2 separate regions of the Mus musculus genome follow, and region 2 is linked to region 1. The links are chromatin contacts, called in public HiChIP or PLAC-seq maps. All regions are on one chromosome and are shown on one strand. Each heading gives the region's core, a stretch centred on a gene start, on an enhancer-like site or on the middle of the called end of the contact. The rest is flanking DNA. Distances are from core to core; before and after follow the strand shown. Region 1 holds the start of Msh2 (mutS homolog 2). Region 2 has its middle 58 kb from the start of Msh6.

The links. HiChIP or PLAC-seq counts read pairs in DNA pulled down with a chosen protein or histone mark.
Region 2: a contact with region 1 is called in a FOXA1 HiChIP or PLAC-seq map of pancreatic cancer cells. The contact joins the enhancer-like site here to the promoter of Msh2 in region 1. A contact is called at or near these places in 1 of 39 promoter capture datasets (maxillary cranial neural crest), 1 of 484 Hi-C or Micro-C datasets (nephron progenitors), 5 of 115 datasets of contacts at active chromatin or transcription factors (embryonic basal ganglia, embryonic forebrain, embryonic limb bud and 2 more) and 2 of 9 other capture datasets (liver and pancreatic islet).

The regions. Positions count from the first base shown.
Region 1 is chr17:87,671,009-87,674,129 of GRCm38.p6, forward strand. It overlaps Msh2 (mutS homolog 2), which reads left to right and starts at 1,524. Exons shown (of 16, transcript NM_008628.3): 1 at 1,524-1,798. The coding sequence starts at 1,588.
Region 2 is chr17:87,915,053-87,918,173 of GRCm38.p6, forward strand. No RefSeq gene overlaps it. Among named protein-coding and RNA genes, the nearest start is that of Msh6, 58 kb to the right of the region's middle. Within about 2 kb of position 1,474, at least 6 of the 459 cell types and tissues checked have an H3K27ac peak or open chromatin away from gene starts, as enhancers often do. A contact at or near this core is called in pancreatic cancer cells, where this site is marked.

The sequences.
Region 1 (3,121 bases), core at 274-2,773:
AGAGCCATCTCAGTGGCCGTCGAGAAACTGTATAGAAACAGAACAAAGAAAGTTTTAAATCAAGGCCGTAGAAACTAAGGGGTCTGTACAAAGATTATATTTGATAATCACAAGGTTGTTAAGGTAAACACAGAGGTGGGCAATAGTAGCTCTTTAGGGGACTACAATTAGCTCAAGATAATTTGGCTCAGGGCTTGCAATATTTCAGCTCCCTACAATCACATCTTAATCAGTTAATTAGCCCTTAAGAATGTTTATAACCCTGCAGTTTTTCCTGTCGGTTTACACCTCTTAGTCTCCATCTTTCTGTGTGTTTGTTTATCTACTTCTAAAACAGTGTGCAGTCTGCATCCATTCACTAGCACGGAAGAAAAACCAGATGCAACCTCTCTACCTCCCCCGCCTCCACCCTTTTCTTTATTGAGACAGGGTCTTGCTACACAGAAATCCAAAGCAGGATGTTTATTTATTTAGAACTCCAAAGCAGGTTATTTATTTATTTATTTATTTATTTAGGATGCAGTCTCTGGTAGCCCAAATTGACCTCCAGCTGCGTAGCCAAGGATAATACTGTACTGTGTTTCTTGCCAGACCCACTTTTAACTTTTGGCCCTTCTGACCTCCTGAGAGCTGGGGTTTCAAGTGTGTGTCACCCTACTCGTTTCCACATTTAATATATATATTTTTTCTTTAAATTAATAAGTGTCTGCACCTGACCTCCTCCACCCACACCGAGGATCTGGAGTTACCAGTTATGATGAGCTACACTAGTGATGGGGACTGAACTCAAGGTAGGCGACTATGAAAACATTAGGAAGTTAGGAAACTGCTGAGCCCCCAATCTGTCCTTTATTTGTTTATTTATTTATTTATTTATTTACCAGACAAGGTGCTGAGCCCCCATCTGTCCTTTATTTATTTATTTACCAGACAAGGTTTCTCTGTGTAGTCCTGACTTCCCTGGAACTCGATTGGTAGACCTGGCTGGCCTCAGAGGCCCCCCCGAGTGCTTGGATTAAGGGCATGCGCCACCACGCTCGGCTTGCCAAGTGTCTATTGGATGAATTCGTCAACCGATGGGCGAAATGCAAAACTGGGTCAGCAAGAGGTTGTGCAGAATATACCTGAAATTTTACCTATGGCAGTTTGCACTGCAAGTGTATAACGCACACTCAAGGCTGGGTGGGGGAAAAAAGATAGTTCTTTGTTTACAAGTTCTTTGTGATTTCACTCTTACGTTTCCGGTCACTTGATAAAACAAATTCCTAGCTGACCCCGCCTAGCACACCTACCCACCCACCAGGCGGACTTGAAAGCGCAGCCTCTGGAAGGCCTGCAAGGCTGCAGAAGTCGGACGCATGCGCAGTAGCTAGAGTCCTAGAGTTCGCGGGAAGCTGGGACCTTGCTCGCTTATGATTGGCTACTGCGGTAGACTCCCACCCACCGGGGCGCAGCGCTGCATGGTGATTGGGCGAGCCCACAGAGGCCGGACGAGGTTTAGGGGGCGAGGTTGGGGAGGCGGGAAACGACGCGGCCAGCGCAGGGTCGCTCTGTGCTCTAGTGGTGTTGGTGTGGAGCGGCTCGGAAATGGCGGTGCAGCCTAAGGAGACGCTGCAGTTGGAAGGCGCGGCCGAGGCGGGCTTCGTGCGCTTCTTTGAGGGCATGCCGGAGAAGCCGAGCACCACGGTGCGCCTCTTCGACCGCGGCGACTTTTACACGGCGCACGGAGAGGACGCGCTGCTGGCGGCCCGCGAGGTGTTCAAGACCCAGGGCGTGATCAAGTACATGGGGCCGGCAGGTGAGGGCAGCCGCGGCGGCGGGGCCCGGGCCGGCTCGGGGCCGCGTTGCCGGAAACCTGGGCGCATGCAGCGGTGGGGCTGCGGCGGAGCGCCCCGCCCGAGAGCTGCCTCCCCGGGCCACGCGTTTAGCATCTTGTTTTGGTTCGCTTCCGCACAGTGCGCTGGGCGGCTGCACACCGCCGAGTCCAGGCTGTCCTCGGACGCCTCGAGTTCCAGCCTCCCAAGTTGATAGGATTAGAGTCTTGTGTCACCGTGGGTACCTCCAAATCAATAACAGCCCGCAGCCTAGGAGCGAGGAGTGGAGGGCGTTTTGAGAGCTTCCTTTAAGACACCCTCATTTGCCAATAGGCTGTGTTTTGTTTTGTTTTTTTTAAACCGTCTCGCTTGAGAACCTGGGATGGACCATTGCTGAAGGGCAGTATCGCCAAGTGGTCAGGACCTAGGATATGCCCTGGAGCTGAACTGCCCGGATTTCAGTTGTGGATCCCCTACTGTTTGCTGAGTGCGGTTGAGCTAGTTGGAAAGCTGTGCTTAGCTAGCTAGCTAGCTAGCTTTCTTTCTTTCTTTCTTTCTTTCTTTTTTTTTTCTGCCACCTTGGCTCTCACCACTCAGCATCATCTCTCCCTAAAAGGCTTCAGAACTCATTTGTGGCCTAGGAAGATTAATTTGATCACCATAATAACCTCTCCCCCACCCACCCCCGTTGCTTTTTCTTTCAATTACATTGAATGTCCATTATATCATACTTTGGAGTTGTGAGTTCTAATTTTTTTTTTTTTTTTGGTTTTTCGAGACAGGGCTTCTCTGTTATAGCTCTGGCTATCCTAGAACTCACTCTGTAGACCAGGCTGGCCTCGAACTCAGAAATCCACCTGCCTTCCAAGTGCTGGGATTAAAGACGTGCGCTACCACCGCCCAGCATGAGTTCTAATTCTTTATGCTGTTATATGCAAATGGATGTTACAGACATCGTATTTCTGCCTGGTCTGTGCTAGGTAATAGTCTGCTGCCTTCACAACCAGTTGAATTTGTTTTTGTTAGACAGCTATTCTTTATCTTGAGTTAAAGAGTGACACACACACACACACAAGAAATGTTGTGTCCATTAATAATGTTCTCTCACAATCTTCCCAGTCCTGACCTCTAGTTTTCCTTCTCTGGATATTCTGGGATGTAGCATGTAAATGAAGAGCTTCAAGGCTTATCTCTGTCATCAGCACTTCGTTCCTTTTGGTTGCTAAATAATTGTGTGGATTTCCCACATTTCATTTAGCTCCTTGTCCCTGGAGTTTGTTTTGGCTTGGTTTTTGGAGACACGGTCT
Region 2 (3,121 bases), core at 224-2,723, 240 kb after region 1:
ACACCTAGTATTCTTGTTGTTTTATTTGACAAAAATCTTACCTTGTAGCACAGAATGGCTTTGAACTCATGGTCATCCTTCTCTACCCTCCCTGGTGCCCAGTGAGACTAACTTAGAGGCTCTCTCCAGCCCTGGAGGGACTGATAGCTCTACCCATGTTCTCTCACTTAGATTTAAGAAGAAGAAGGAGGTGGAGAGGTGGCTCACCAGTTAAGAGCATACACCACTCTTATGAGGACCAAAGAACAGTTCCCAGCACCCACATTTGGCAACTCACAACACTGTGTAACTCCAGCTTCAGGAGATCTACCATCTCTGGCCTCCACTAGTTCTGGGTCAGGAAGCTTGAAAAATTCTTGTTCTAATTACGTAAACTAGTCACTGTCATTTAGAGGCTCAGGCACAGCAGATATGCCAGGCCTGACTTCTTCACCCTGACCCAGAATGCTAAGTTAGCCTCACAGCCTTCCAGTCTGGAAAAGACGTCTTGACATAATGTTGTGGTCACCACATTCCCACTGTATGCGTCACTGTTCATTGAGCTGGCTCACACAGAGAACCAATTATGTTCAAAGATCATATTCATTAGCCACCCATAGCCTTAATGACATACCCAAGAGAATTAACTTGTAAGGTTCATTTGTCTCATGGTTTTAGAAGTTTTGGTCTATAACTGATTGTCAGTATTGTTTACAGCCTGTGATGAAGCAATGCATTATGGTGGAAACATGACTAAGCAAAACCCCCTTACAGCACTAGTGAGGAGGGAGAATAGAAGAGTTAGGCTCCCAGAGTCCTTTGCTAGGGCATATCTCTCTTGGACCCCACTAGCTAGACATCCACCACCTCTTTCTAGCACCTCCTGAGGTCCAAGCTTTTGACACATGCCCTGTGGAAGATGTTTGAGGTCCCTACTAAAGAGGACAACTGTATCAAATTCAGCTCTGAGGGAAAGGCAGTGCCTCCCACAGATGGTCTCAGTGCTAAGGTAGGCCATTCCTGTTCATCTAGAGAGCTGTCCTGGACATGAGACTAAGGCTTAATGACAGTTTTCCTGGGGACTCTCCCAAGAGGGTCCCCTAAGCAGAATTCTGGGGTGGATGGAAGGCAGCCAGCCAAACAGAGGTAGGAGTGAGGAGGCACTCCAGGTAGGCAGCGGGAACAGCTTGAGCGAAGATACCAAAGCAGGCAAATATTTTGCCCCTGGTGCTGCTGAAGCTGAAACCAATGGCGGGAGTGGATCCATGAGGCTCGGCTCTAGGTTGGCATTTAGGCTTCTATCTGGCTTCCAGTTTCCTCTGCTTATTTCCTGTTTCTTCCTTCCTTTTCCTGGTGTAGTGAAGGTGCCAGGTCATGTTTGAGCCTCTCAGGGCCTCCAACTCTTATTTTCTTGCCGAATCCTACCCACACCCCTCACTCCAACCCATGGCTCTCACAGTCATCACCTGTGACTCATTTGTGGCTCTTAAGTGCTGAGAATGTCCACAAGCAGCAGGAAGACAATTCTTATTGACTTCTAGTGGAGAGAGCCGGGCCTTGGCCTGACTCTGCTCAGGTGCTGAGAGACTGTCACTGGCTCACTCTTCCTGCCGAAAGTCCAATGTCCTCATCTGGGAAATGGGTTCAGTCAGTACAATCCCTGCATGGTACAGTCCTGAACTAGAATGAACTACCTACCACCTGTAAATCCTAACACAAGTTGCTTACCTTGTTATTTTGAGTGACAGAATGGTGTACACAGTACAAATACTGGCTATGGAAGCAGAGAACCTAGGCTTGTTTGGGTGGTTGGTGTTGTTGATTTGGTCTGGTCTAGTTTGGTTTGGTTGGTTGGTCTGGTCTGGTCTGGTTTGGTTGGTTGGTTTGGTCTGGCCTAGTTTGGTTCCATTTAGAGATGAGCTCTTATATAGCCCTGCTGGCCTCAAACCCATGCCGTATATTACTAATGATGACCTTACATTTCTGACCCTTCTGCCTCTACTTCTCAAGTGCTGGGATTACAAGTGTGTACCACCATGTTTGGCAATATAGCGTAGGCTTGAAGCTCAGCTCTGTAACTTACTATGTGACTTTCAGCAGACTGCCTGGCTTCTCTGGGCCTTAGATTGTTCATCTGTAAAATAAGGAATATGTTTCATAGGCCTGTTGTATTATAAAATATGTGAATTTATGTAGTGTCCTATATAGGATCTCATATACAGGAAATTTTACAAAATCTTAATCATTCTTATCATCCTGGCTTGGGGTTTGGGGTCCTGGGGTCCAAGAATCACTGAAGGAAGACCCCAGACTCAAATAGTATACAAAGGCAAAGAGTGTTTATTCTGCAGAAATTACCTACATGCAGAGGTCAACCATTCTTCAAAATGGTGATGACCCAAGAGGCTCACAGGCCCCTTTGATGCAGGGCTAAGGGGATTTTCTAGAAGGGTTAGGTAACCTCTAATATGATTGATAAGGGGGAAAGCAGTGACATTAGTACAATTTTGATTGGTTGCTACATTAGTTCCATTATTTTTGGAGAGGCCTTGAAGAATTTCAGAGACCAGCTCAACTGTGCCCCCATTATCGCCTTCAGTTAGATGTCTCAGAAAGTGACTCCATTTCAGCTTTACCCTCCCTAAGTCAGGGTCGTCATTGACTAAAGACTCACTCACTGCCAGTGGCTCCCTCTGAGGAACCCAGTTTGCCTCCCAGGGAATTAAATTTTTTTAATCTCAAGATTTTTGGACCTCTCACGGGTGGTACATGTAGCAGTGGGCAGATCTTAAAGCTTTTGGTGAAGTTAGCAGAGTGGTCAAAGCCCCCACCGGGGGTCAGGGTCCTAATCCAGTGTTTCCACCTGCTAGTCAGGGTGTGACCTCAGACAGTGCCTTTATCCCTGGATCTTAATAAAAGAAATTAATTTCCTAAACGGAGACCAGTAAGGCGATATCAGGCATGTGCGGGAACTCAAGTGACAAAGCAGATCTGTAAGATGCATTGTGGAGTGCCCCAAATCATGCCAGCATGCAGGAATGTCATTGGCCTGGCAACAGACAGACCCTGGCACTGCAGAGGAAAGGTGGGCTGCTTAGAGGAGGGGCATAGTTCGGTATGGTCAGAGGCAGGCAGAGTCCCA